Linked DNA regions of Capra hircus: region 1 is linked to region 2. Evidence: chromatin contacts called from public Hi-C data. All regions are on one chromosome and are shown on one strand. The core of a region is the stretch at or near the end of the contact, and the rest is flanking DNA. Distances in the headings are between cores, read along the strand shown.

Region 1 (6,878 bases), core at 3,491-5,990, 280 kb before region 2:
ACTGTACGTATGCTCCACTGTTTTCTCCCTGCGTCCAGGCTGAAGGAGCAACAGTAATCATAGCAGAGGGGGTAATACAGAGAGACTGAGTGAATCATGCAACTGTTCTTAATGTTTGTGCTTGAAAATGGCAAATCTGACAACCATTCAGATTCCACTGGCCAAAGCAAGTCACATGGTCAAGCACAGCATCAATGAGGTATAGAAATAAACTCCTTCAACAGTGTGGGGAACGGAGAATGAATATTTGTGAAAAGTAACACAAACTGTCATACTTATAGTTAAAGAACAGACCCTCTCAGGCCATGGTAAATTATTCTTTTAAGACACTACTAAATCTATGTGCTAATACATTATATATATGCATACTCATAAGTGAGAGTGGGTATATAATTTTCATGCTTTTTTCCCAAGGATTTAGTAGGCTGATTTTATTTGCTTAGTAAAATGAAATGGGAGATGGGATGGGGAGGGAGAAGGGAGGGAAGTTCAAGAGGAAGGGGACATATGTATAATCTGCTATGGCTGACTCATGTTGATGATTGACAGAAAAAAAAATTCTGCAAAGCAATTCTCTTTCAATTAAAATTTTTTTAAAGTAAAAAAAATGAAATGGGTAGCTTTCTATATTTTCTTTATGTTCTATATGTGGTTTTACTTATTTCTCTTAAGGATAAAAGATTTCACCAGTACTACCTAGAACTGGATCCTTTGCTGGGGGAAGTAATTACCCGGATAACTTTAGAAAACATTTTTATGTTAATGGTAGAATGCCACTAGATTTTTAAGTAGTTTTTTATTTTCCTAGAAATCCACATCATGATTTTCAAATTTGATAGTGATATATTATATGTACACATTTAACATGTTTTCTACATGTTATAACTCCTCCATCACTTCTAATCTTTATGGGATGTTCCACATTTACTATTTTGTGGTTTCTTTAACTTTTCCTCCCCATTTTCTAACAATTTTACTATTATTGCTTTTATCTTTACAGTAGTCTTCCTTTTGATTTCTCCTTTTCCATTTTCTAAATTATTTAACAAAAGTCTTGCTTACAGAATAAAAAAAAAAATCTAGCCAGAATATTTTTAGAGCAGCATTAATTCCATTAAAACGAAAACTCAGTGAGAGCTGTATTTCTACCCCTTTGTTCACTAATAATCCTCAAGCATCTAGCACAGTATCTTCTTCACACAGGGGAGTTTCACAGTATTCATTCAGAGAAATCTGTTTCTGTAGTCTTTGTTTCCTTTTAGACACTATGGTTATTTCTTAATTCCAAGAGACTTGAATTGTTTAAATTTTCAATATCTTAAAAAAAAAAAACTTTCAATATCTTATCTAATTCTGTGGTTCTCAGATTTTGACACCTATCAGACTAGCTTGAAGAACTTAGGCAAAAAACACTGATTTTTACATTTTAAAACTTGGGCTCTCCCCTCAGTTTCTGATTCATTAGGGTCGAGGTTTGGCTCTAGAATTTACATTTCTAATAAATTCCCAAGTGATCCTGAAGTCATGCTGGGATCCACATTTTGAGATTTACTGGCTATTTCATTGTATGAAAATGTTGGTTCTGCTTTGGAAAATTTATTTGAGTTAGCTATCATTTTAACTATGTTTTTAACAACCCTAAGGGTCATCATTTACTTTTTGTGTAACTGAAGATAGACTAACAGTTGTATAGTACAATGTATATTAAACAAGTCTTGTTTAATTCTTGGTATTAGAATAGCCTCCTCTGACCATGGAATTTTCCAGGCAAGAATACTGGAGTGGGTTGCCATTTCCTTCTCCTCACCAGTCTACTCCACAGCAATAGCCTTAGTTCTTTTTCAGGAAAGTATGTTGTATCAAGAAGTTTTCTATGCAGTGTGCTCACAATGAATTCATTCCTTTATTTACTTCAAGGCCATTATTAAAATCGCTTTTGACTCATAAAAACTTTACTGAATTATTGCCAAAGTAGCATTTCAGTTGTCTTCACTGATTTTTTTCAAGTGAAAGCATTAGTGGCTCAGACCTGCCCCACTCTTTGAGACCCCATGGACAGTAACTGGCCAGGCTCCTCTATTCACAGGATTTTCCAGGCAAGAATACTTGAGTGGGTTGTCATTCCCTTCTACAGGAGATCTTTCCAATTCAGGGATCCAACCTGGGTCTCTGGCATTGCAGGCAGATCCTTTACCATCTTTCCTGAGCCACCAGGGAAGTCCTCATTGATCTTTAATCAATATTAAAGATCTTTAATCATTGACATTTAATAAATATTAATTTTCAAATCAAGGGTGTATCAGTTACTTTTCATCATTAAGGTCAGTTACATCAGAGCAAACATTCTAAACTTTTTAAAAGTTTTAGAAATGATTTCAGCTATGAACATAAAACCTCTCCAAAAATATTTGTATTTCAATTATGTGCAAGGATAAAACTCATAGTGCACAGCACACTTTTTTCACTGAAAGTAAATGCAGTGACATAGTCACGATTTGACAGAATTAACTGAAGAGAAAAAGCCTGCAAACAAGATTAAGTAAGCCATTTTCACAAATGAGATGACCATGTTTAGAAATGAAATCAGCGTATATTTGTATTGAATAAACAGCACAATATGGGTGGAATAGGGTTGGCAGAGGATTTAGAAAAAACAAAAGAATCTGGCAAGATGCTAAAGGACTTTGGAAAAGCCTGGTGTCTACCAAAAAGCAAAACGAGAAAGTTAGGTAGGGCATAGCAACTTTATCCTTAATTCTAGTCATTTATTATTTACTGACTTTTAATAGCTAATGGGAAGGGCAGAAATTCCACCAAAAATCATTGAAATATTTAGTATACCTGGTATCACAGCACCCTCTATCACACTATAATTTACAGAACACATTTATGTGCAGTAGCGGCTTTAACTGTGAATATTCATTTATGTACAATTTTCTGGATCTAGTGCTTAGTTCATTACTTTTCAACAATGGATTTCTCCGGTTTCTATCATTAGCATCCAACCATAAGAGCATGACTGCACGTGCTGACAAAGTAACTCTGAACTCCAAATTATTGCAGATGTGATCCTAGTACCAAGGACCTAAGTATTAAGCATCACCAGATAATTTATCAGAACTATAATTATATTAGATTGGCAAAAAAATTCATTCAGGGTTTTCCTTAACATCTTAAGGGAAAACTGGAAGGAACATTGCGACAACCCAATAGAATTCTACTCCCTGACGTTCTCAGTTAAAAACTTTAGGGTTAAGGCCCATCTGGTTTAATAAGCCTTCCAGGGACATCTAATGAGTGGACATCTAACGAGTTTGAGAACCACGAGGAGAAACGCCCAGTGGAGCAGTCTAGTCAGTGGGAGCTGGAGTCTACAGGAAACTTACTTCACTAGCTTTCACTAGTACTCCCATACTCGGTTACCACACCATTCCAATAAGGAAGTAATAACCACCCAATATTAGCTACATATATATCATCAGGTCTACACCTTTCCAGGAAAATCGAGGTTTCCAAGCAACATCCAGGGAGAATTTACGTTGATTTTGCTGCCTTGGGAGAAATGAGGTTTCTCTCTGTTAATCTCTAGAAACACGCCACGCAAACAAACCTACATACACCATGGGTGTTCCTGAGACTACCTTTCTGAAATCTCTTTAGCCTGTTTTTATAGCAAAGTCCCCACTTCCTCAGGGGCTCCAGACACATGATGCATGTTTTCACAACACAGCTTTAATAAGCTAAAGGAAACAAAAGCTTTTATAGCACAGAGCATTCTAAGCCACAAGGTCTGTGCCATCTTCCCACCCAAGAGAGAAATAGTGGACTCTTGTCTCTTGGAACTAATGAATTGATAACTGAGAAAAATGCCTGAGAGGTATTCAGGAACAAGTCATGAGGAAACAGAAAAACGTTTTGTTTTGTTTTTCTGGACTTAAAACTAGAGAAAGAACTCAGCTTCCTCTCCATCTTGGGTATTTATAGCTAACACGTACAAGAAGCTTCCGGTGCGAAGTCCTACAAGTACCTCCTGCGTGAGAACTCGGCAGGGCGAAAGCTCGGGTCTCTCTCCCTTTCCGAGGGCGAGTGACGAAAGCCCAGGCCACATTTTCTCTGGAAGATTCCGGGAGAAAGGCGCGCGCCCCCTCTGCGGGCAGCGAGAGACTCAGCACCAGATGGCGCTGCCGCACCAAGAGCCAGAGCCTGGGCGGCACAGCAGAAGGGAAGAAGCGTCACCAGATTCTTTCCTCTGCGTCCGTCGCCGGAAGTGGGCGCTGGCGCCAGCCTCTGGTCCCGGATATTAAGACTTTGGATGGTTACCGCGTGAGGGCGGGGTTAGAACCGGAACCGAACGGCGACCGTCAGGCCTCGGGGCGGAAGCCCCGGGCGGCGCTAGTAGGGGGCTGATTTCTGGTGCGCGCGCCTCGGCGGGAGCGTGAGGGGGCGGGGGCCTCGCCGTGCGCTTGCGCATTGTGAGGACGTATGCGCAGCGCGTACGTCTTTCTCCATATTTGCACGTTTGCTGGCCCGGCAAGGCGGAAATGGTGGCGTAGTAGGTGTTTTTTTTTCTTCCCGCTCGCAGGGTTTGAGTTTCTGGCTCTGAGTCAGGTTTCTGGAAATCTTTGTGGAAAATTAATAGTTTGCTCGAGCTGTATTTTCCTCTTGAGTATTATGTAAGCCAAATGCCTGCTGGGCGCGGTCCCAATGCTGGGATGGGCCCAGCCTTTCCTTCTAAATGTCTTCCTAAACCGGCTTGACCCACCCACTTTGTCTTTAAGCACCAGTCCTGAGGCGGTAGGGGTGTCACTAAGAAAAAGGAACGCAGGCAAATACACTATTCGTGAGGAACATAAAAGCGCTTCTTATTATGTAAGGAAGCATGTCTTTTGGTCTTTTAGCAGTGCTTAAGAATTTAAGGAGTTAATTAGCTTTATTTTTCCCTTTCTATCAATAACACTTTATATTCTGTGTTTTATGGTGTGGTCTTGGTCTTATCAAATTTTAGCTAAAGTAAGGCTGTCCGTGCTGTGTTTGAAAGGAACAGCATGTCCCTTTTCCATTATTACGAGTCACAGGCAAACCACTTAATAGACGGACAGTGGTAAACTCGTCAGAGTTCACTGCCTTTGTTTTGTGAGGCAACATGGAAACAACCAAGAAGGTTGCAAAAATAAAATCTGTGAAACTGTACCCACCCAATTTTAATTTTAGACTCTTCTGAAAGTGTCAGATGCAGGTACTCAGTTCTTCCAAGAAATTTCTTCAGCTTTGGTAAACACTTTTAACTTTGTATTTCAGAATTCTTCGCAGTCTGCTGCCTACATAAAAACTAAGTACTTGTGCAAGCCAGAGCAGTAGAAACTTTTCAGCAGTTATACTGAGAGAAACAGACTGGGGAATACAAGAAAGATAGCCTGCAGTAGCCATTTTACGATTTTTGGATAAAACCTTTTCATGGTTTTGGTTGTAGGTGTTGTAAAGAGAGCAGTTGTGGGTTGAGGAATACCTTGATACTTTATTTATGTGAAAAGCCAAAAAATTTTTTTTTCCAAAATGTGGACAGTACTAGAGGATCATTGAAGACTCATCACCAACAGTGTGAGAAGGACGCAAGATGGAGTGGGAAGTAATGGAAACACTAATATGTAAACATTAGCCTTCCTTTAGATAAAATTAGATAAAGACCATGAAAAGGTCAGAGCTAAAGCAAATAGATGTGGAAAGCCTGATTAGGAAGACAGGAAAAATAGATTTTAGACCTCAAATGGAATGCGTAGAATAAGGAGTAAGTTCATTATATGGTTCAGTTTTGGAAATAATGCATTTAGCTGCTTATTTTAACTTTTGGTGCATTCCAGTCTTCCTGTGTCTCGTATATAACCAACCTTAAATTGAGACGATGCTTAGTTTTGCCACCATTATACTAGTAACTTACACTAGCATAGTGCTTCATAGTAAAGAACTAATTCTGGCTATATGTATGCCACAAATAGTTGCATTAAAGCCAGTTCCCTGCAAATACCCTCAACTCTTTGTCCCTGACTTCTGCTTTCCTGGCAAAACCCAGATCATAAATGATTTCACGCATTTATCTTTTCTTGCCTGTACTTAAACCCAGGCAGCTTAACAATTGGGTGGACTAATGTGACCTCATCCAAATGGTCTCTCCTACTCTTTTCTGTATTTTGCTCGCTTTAAACGAAGTGTCTCATTCTTTCTCTACACCTTTGGAATCACTAAATTTCTCCTCAACCAGTGACTTTGCCTCATTCTTATTGGAAAAAGAGTTGTGAGCCTTGCCAAGAATTCTCTCATCTTCCCACCATCTAGTCTACTTGCATCTGCCTCTTTATCTTTCCTTTAGTTTCACAGAATGATGAGCCTTTCAGTCACGTGGCAACAGTTGAGATTGTTTTTAGTTTTAACCATTTTGAATGGATATATAGTGCTATTTCATTTTTGTGAAGTATGTTAAAAAACTTTGCCCATTTAAAAAATTGAGTTTGTTTCCTTGTAATTAAGTTGTGGGAGTTATTTGTATACTACGTACATATATTTTTTCTTTGTTGAGATATGATTGGCAAAGCTGTGCGTGTTTATGTAAGCACCTATATGTATACATGTATATGTATAGAACTTAATAAGTTTGGAGTTAAGTATATATCCACAATGTATGTCATAATTAGACCCATCACCTCTAAAAATTTCCTCCTGCTTTCAATTTTTATTATTAAGTGATAAGAACACTTAGCATAAGCTCTACCCTCTTAGCAAATTTTACTACAGCATTCTTAACTGTAGGGACTTTATGTACAATACAGTTCTAAGACTTAGTGATTGTGTTTAGCAAACTTTGTACCCTTTGGATAATACCTCTC
Region 2 (6,364 bases), core at 1,893-4,392:
AATTTTCTCAAAAACCTTAGAAGTGTGTTCATAGCAAGCAGTCCTGTTTGATTAACAAGAAATCCATGGCCAGTCGTGCAAGTGTTTGAGGGTGTGAGTTCCTAAAGCATTTGAGGGAAAGAGGGAAGACAGTGTGATGAGTTCAAAGCCGTGGAACTATAGAGAGAGGAAGACAGGCAGGTACCTATGACAATAACCGGGGCTGGTGTCCTCAGGAGCATCTTCTCGGAAGAACAAAATTTAAAGCCCCTTGAGGACAAAATGACAGGGAAAAAAAATCATTTTAAACCAAAAGAAGCAGGTAATAGTCAAAGTCTACACCTTGAGAGATGTTCCACTTCTGCTTGATCGAATCACTACTTCAGAGGGGGCCCACACCAGGTACTTAAGAGAATCTTTTCAGATACAGCCAGCCAAGCAAAGGTTTCTATGGAGACATATAGTTTTAAGTCACCTGTGTATATCAGTGTAACTCGACATATCTTTGTATCTCATCCACAGTGCCTCGTAGGTTAACCACTTGATCTGCATTACTGGGGTTTCCTGAGTGTGGCTGTAAGATTCTAGAGGAAAAGAGAGGTGACGAGTGGTTGTAAATTGAGGGATTGCTTTTTCAATTGGTCCTGGAGTCTATGTGATTTGATGTACTATCCAGCCACTAGATGACTGAACAGAGTATACACGTTCAGATGACACTGAATCAGTTGGTTGTTCAACTCAAATTTCAGATAAAACTCAGTCAACTTAAAAAGTTAGAGAAATGCCACTGGTCCTGGAAAGAGTGATCTGTAGTGTGAATCCCAGCTTTGCTACTTACAGCAGTGTGACCAAGGCCATCTTCAAACTTTCAGTTTCTTACCTCGTGGGTCTGTGTCAAGCTCGAAAGTGAGATAATAAATGTAACAGCACACTGTAAGTTTTTTATTAGATACCATCGACTCAAGGTGATACTCAGGGTCCACAACATCTTATCAACTCCCGAAATCAGCTTCTCTTTCAATTCCTTACTCTTCCTTTGAGAGTTCAGGGCTCTCAAAACCCATATGCCTGCAGGGTAGTGATGTTGGCCTGGGCAAGTCAGCCTGTGTGCATTGCAGGGGTCCATTGTAAAGCTATAGGGCTTTATGTCCAGTCTAAAGCTATATGTCCAGTCTAGAGAGAGCCACTCAGCCACCACTGTGTGCCAGGCCCCGAGCCTTGTCTCCACAGAGCCTTGTGCAACGTGCTGGACACAAAATAGATGCCCAGTGAGAGGCGGGCACCTGCCGTCCTGCCTGACGGGACATCACCCCCCTCCCCAAGGCCTTATGCCCCAATGGCCGCTGAGTCCACACCTCCAGGGCTGGGGCAGCCTGCCCACTGCTGTTGAGACTGGCCCTCACCTTGTCTCAAACCCTTGAGATAAACTCTCATGTCTAACTGTTGGATGTTCAATTGAAGGATTTCATGCAACCCAAGACTTTCAGTTTGAACACTGGAGTGATAGATCACCCTATATATGGCCATCTTAAATTCTATCTCCTTTAAAACTAATGTCCCGATCTCTACAGAGGAGTTAAAGATTATTTTCTCTCTTCCTTATATGGCCACAGCTTTCCGATTACACCTCAGTCTTAGCCCTTTTCAGGTATTAGAATTCTCTCCCCAGTGTTTCTGTTTCCTTCGTCAGATTTGTAGCATCTCACAGTTTGCAGTCCTCATCCCCTCCGTGGTATCTAGCTGATGCTTCTCAGGGATATACTTAAAGAGTACTTTGCTTGACCTGAAGAAATAAGTCATTCAGATATAAAATGAGTAAAGACTGACCCTGGGTCTCATAATGGACTAAATAAATAGCCTTTTAGGAGAGATCATGTGATTCTCAGATGAGTCAACATGAGGAGAACAGAAAATAGGTTGAGATTTCAGCAAAAGAAAATTCCATGTATCGAAAAGCAGCCTTTGATCAGAAGGATGATGGGGAAAGAAAACAAAGTGAATATAGCTTTCAAAAAATCATGAAGTCACTGCTCCCAGAAGCTTTCAGTGTTGTCCCACCATCCATGTGTCTCAGTTTAAGATGAAGATTTTCCTGAAGTCAGGGCTGGAGGGAGTAATGGTGGAGGCTTGGTTCAGGCAGGCATCTCCTGAAACCCAGTGGACCAGGATGAATAGCGACCCTATTTCCAACAGAAGTGCCATACCTATTTTTCTTTTTAACCAAGGTAAGATGGACTAGCTTATTCCTGTCTAAACTGTGATTGTTGAGGTTTAGAAGTCAGGACTGTGACAGTGTGAAGCTAACTAGCCATGTTACATTATAGTTGAGCCACTTTTCCCCACAAAGGATTTATCGAAGACTCAGTGAATCACTAGTTGCCATGGTCTTCAGTAAGGAACCACAGCTCCGAAATCCTTCCTCCACCATGTGGACTGACCATCTGCTCACAGTGCTTGCAGATTCCCTTCCAGGGTTCATAAAGTCTCCTTGTGTTCTCGCACGTCTCTGAAACGCCCCGGGCAACTGCTCTTCCCTGCCACGGAGCGGCCACAACAGCTGTGGGATTCACCAGGCCTTGTCTCGGCTCCATTTCTGGCAGCAGGCAGCAACCGCCAAGCTGCTCTCCAAAAACGCCGGCGAATTGTAAACCCATTAAGGCTTAACTCCTGGGGGACAACAAAGAGCGCTGCTGCCTTTGAATGTGTGCTCTGTGTGGGATCACAGGGGCCTCTGGCACCTGGGCCTGTCCTCAGGGCCGGGGCGATCTGTAGGGAAAGTTACAAGCTGCTGAGGGAATATTTTCACAGGTTTTTCCGAACAAAGGGTTCTTTCTTCAAACCCTGTGCAACTCTTTCCTGATTGTTAATTAACCAAACCTTGTGAAAAACAGGCCGTTTCTGTAAATAGAAGTTGTGTGTGTGTGTGTGTGTACACGCACGTATGTGTGGTGTGGTTGATTGTTTTGTGTTTTCTGACACGTGACGTGAAGCTCTGTTTTGAGTTTGCCAGGGTGGCGAGGGGACTGTCACGAGGCATCTCAGCCTTCCTGGTAGTCTTTGCTGTGTGCGCTTAGTTGTGCTCCTGTCCCCCAGCGCCGAGTGCGTTCTGTGTGCTTTTTGCCTGAAGTGGCCCTCTCGCCCCTGAAGCCAACGGCCTGTTTGACTCTGTCGCTCGGTGTTCTCACCATCGCTCATCTGTCTTCCTCTGTTTGCTTCCTTGGAGTCACTGTTTAGGAAGCCCCTGCCTGGCCCATCTGTCTTAAATCACTACTCTGTTTACTTTCCCAGACGCTTTCCCACCCAGGAACCTGCCCTCTGCTTTGTCGCATGCCTTTTGTATGTGGTGTTTGTTTGAAGATCTGAAAGCCCTCTTTCCTCAGAAGCCCCTTCAGGGCCCTGGCAGTCATTATAATGGCTGATTCCACCGCTTGGTGCCTGTGGCCACCTAGTCAGAGCTGGCCAGGGCCTGCTGACCTTCTGGAACTGTTGGCGAAGGCTTCCAAACCCTACCTCTTTTCACTCTGCTTTCCCAGTTCCGTATTAGGAGTTTTGTAAGTTTCACAATTCAGTATCCTGGAGTTTTCGAAAGAGGGTTACATTTTGTTTATTTTATCCACCACTAAGGTGCTTATTGTTGAGATTATCTATCAATTCCATCTTTGTCTTACTGATACTTGATCAATACTTCTGGTATTAAATCTAGCCTTTTTGGTTATGATTGTGTTCGGGGAAAGAAGCTCTTCACAGGCCTCTAGTGGACATGCCCTGGAACTGCAGAAATCTTGTATTCAAATATGTGAAACTGGTGTGACCTATGGGCTTCCCTGGTTTCTTAGACCGTAAAGAATCCGCCTGCAATCCCAAAACATGATCTTCATCAGATTTATAATTTAATAGTATAGTAGTCCATTTGAAGGCATAAGGTAAGGTAAGGTGAAGTCGCTCAGCCGTGTCCGACTCTTTGTGACCCCGTGGACTGTAACCTACTAGGCTCCTCCGTCCATGGGATTCTCCAAGCAAGAATACTGGAATGGATTGCCATTTCCTTCTCCAGGGGATATTCCCAACCCAGGGATCAAACCCGGGTCTCCTGCATTGGAGGCAGATGCTTTAACCTCATTTGAAGGCATAGAAGATAAGAAAAATGGTGAAATCAAATTCTTGGGTGACTTTAACCACAGGGTATCATCAAGTTGTCAGTTGCTGCCTGATAGCAAGTGGAATGAGTTTCTTTGTCTATTTAGTCTCTGTAACAGCAGCTGAATTTTAACTTCGAATAATAATTTTAAATCAACTGTACTCTAAATTCATTTTTTATCAAGAATTTGAAATCTCTGACATTTTAAGTTTAATAATTTGTGTTTCATCTCAAAAGAGTTGAAAATAATACGCCTCCATAAAGACACAAGTGGAAAGTAGTATTGTCCAGAGGCAACCCCCCACCTTCTCCAAAGACCAGAATCCACCCCGGTTTTCTCTCAGCCTTCAGTGGTTTTCCATGAGCCTCGCTCTTACATTCCCCTTGCCAGAAGTACCCCCTCCCTTCTACCACCTCCCCACCTGGTGAAATTCTTCATACCCTTACAAACCCAAGTTAAATCCTATCTTTTATCTATAATTCCCCTCCCCACCCCCACAGAAGGGAATTAAAACTCCTCTATGCTCTTCAGTTTTACTATCTATCACATGTTCAGCTGTACATTCCGTTGTTATTGTAAGTTAACTTGCGAAGGATCTGTAAGTTGATGCTGCTGGGACTTGAACTCCCCAGCAGTTAATACAGTGTTGTATTCTGAAAGTTTCTCATCATCACTCTGTCTGCTGTCGCTAGCACAGTTCCTGCGCTGAGGAAAGATTTTCAGCTCATGAGCTGTTCCTTGCAGTGGTTTTCCTGGATAAAACTGGTAGTTGGGGAAGTATGCCACATTTGTCCTTGGTACCTCTCTTTGCATCCGGCATCTGACCTCCCTTCTTGCTCCCCCTCCACAGTCACTTCCAACTTAAAATGAATTTATTGTTTTTAAAATATTTATTTATTCCTTTGATTGCGTCAGGTCTTAGTTGCCGGCAGGGGGGATTTTCACCGCATCATCTTTCTGTTTGGCCTATGGACTCACTCTCTAGATGTGGCCTGCAGGCTCCAGAGCACTCAGGCCCAGTAGTTGCTGCGCACGGGCTCAGTTGCTCTGAGGCTTGTGGGATCTTAGTTCCCTTACCAGGGATCAAACCCACGTCCCCTGGATTTCAAGACAGTTTCTTAACCTCTAGGCCACAAGGGAATTCCCTTAAAGTGTATTTAAGGCCCTGGAGTACTTTATTCAGGGTATTAGAAGTGTGAACCTTATCCTGAACTTGAATCACTTTGCCCAATGCCAAGCAGTTCTGCTGGTGAGAGAGTGGTTTTGGGGAATGAAATCCTTAGCTCCAGATATGTAGTCATGACTGTCTCTTCTCCCTGAGAATTAGACTAGCTTCATTTGTTTGAAAGAGGGCATTCATACTGCCTTTAGAGTTAAACTTGCAAAATATTTTCAAGGTATTGACATGGAATGTAGTTCTGGAACAAATTAGCCCTGTGTTTTAATCTGTATAGAGCCGAACCACTGGGGATCATATTTGAGCTGTGTATGAGGGCAATGAGATCCTTTTGAGTCCATCATTGCAAGGTCCATCAGACCTTGAACTAGGACAGAAAGGACTGGGGATTAAACTTTCAGGAGGATGACTCTCTGGGTATCTATCTGCTGAGGGATAACTTGAGATTTCACATTGGAGGCTTGAGCAAAGCTCACAGGTAGTGGATGAGACTGAGATGTCGCTGAGGTATTTTATGTGTGCGTGCTAAGTCGCTTCAGTCGTGTCTGACTCTTTACAACCCTAGGCACTGTAGCCTACCAGGCTCCTCTGTCCATGGGATTCTCCAGGCAAGAATTCTTCCCAACCCAGAGATCAAACCCATGTCACTGCTGTCTCCTGCAGGAATCAAACCCTCCACCCTTGCATCTGCACATTGACAAGTGAGTTCTTTACCACTAGCCCCACCTGGGAAGCCCCGGTAAAGCTATTAAAGTGGAATGGTGTTTGCTTTGTTGAAAGTGCCAAATTAGTTTGTTTTTGTTTATTCTTTGGAGTTGGGGTTCTTAATCTAGAGACCTCTTATCTCTTTAAAACTTCAGAAATTATGAGAAAAAATTATATACCTATGCCATACCTTTAATGGAACTTTCCTGAAACCTAAAAAAGGTTAAAGATTACTATTTCAACATATGAAAGGTAGTATGTCTTATAGTATGGACCAGAGTAATAGACTTTATCTAAACATCACCTGGACTAGGCTGAGTATTCAGCCAGTCAATTCAGTCATTCAGTCGTTTCTGACTTGTTG

The links. A called contact is a pair of places that touch in the nucleus more often than the background predicts.
Region 1: a contact with region 2 is called in a Hi-C map of blood, with 5 times the contacts expected there. The contact joins two enhancer-like sites. A contact is called at or near these places in 2 of 5 Hi-C or Micro-C datasets (blood and liver).

The regions. Positions count from the first base shown.
Region 1 is chr12:59,085,278-59,092,155 of ARS1.2, reverse strand. No RefSeq gene overlaps it. Among named protein-coding and RNA genes, the nearest start is that of STARD13, 21 kb to the right of the region's middle. Within about 2 kb of position 4,740, at least 5 of the 5 cell types and tissues checked have an H3K27ac peak or open chromatin away from gene starts, as enhancers often do.
Region 2 is chr12:58,802,994-58,809,357 of ARS1.2, reverse strand. All of the region lies in intron 2 of STARD13 (stAR-related lipid transfer protein 13), which reads left to right. Among named protein-coding and RNA genes, the nearest start is that of KL, 200 kb to the right of the region's middle. Within about 2 kb of position 3,142, at least 4 of the 5 cell types and tissues checked have an H3K27ac peak or open chromatin away from gene starts, as enhancers often do.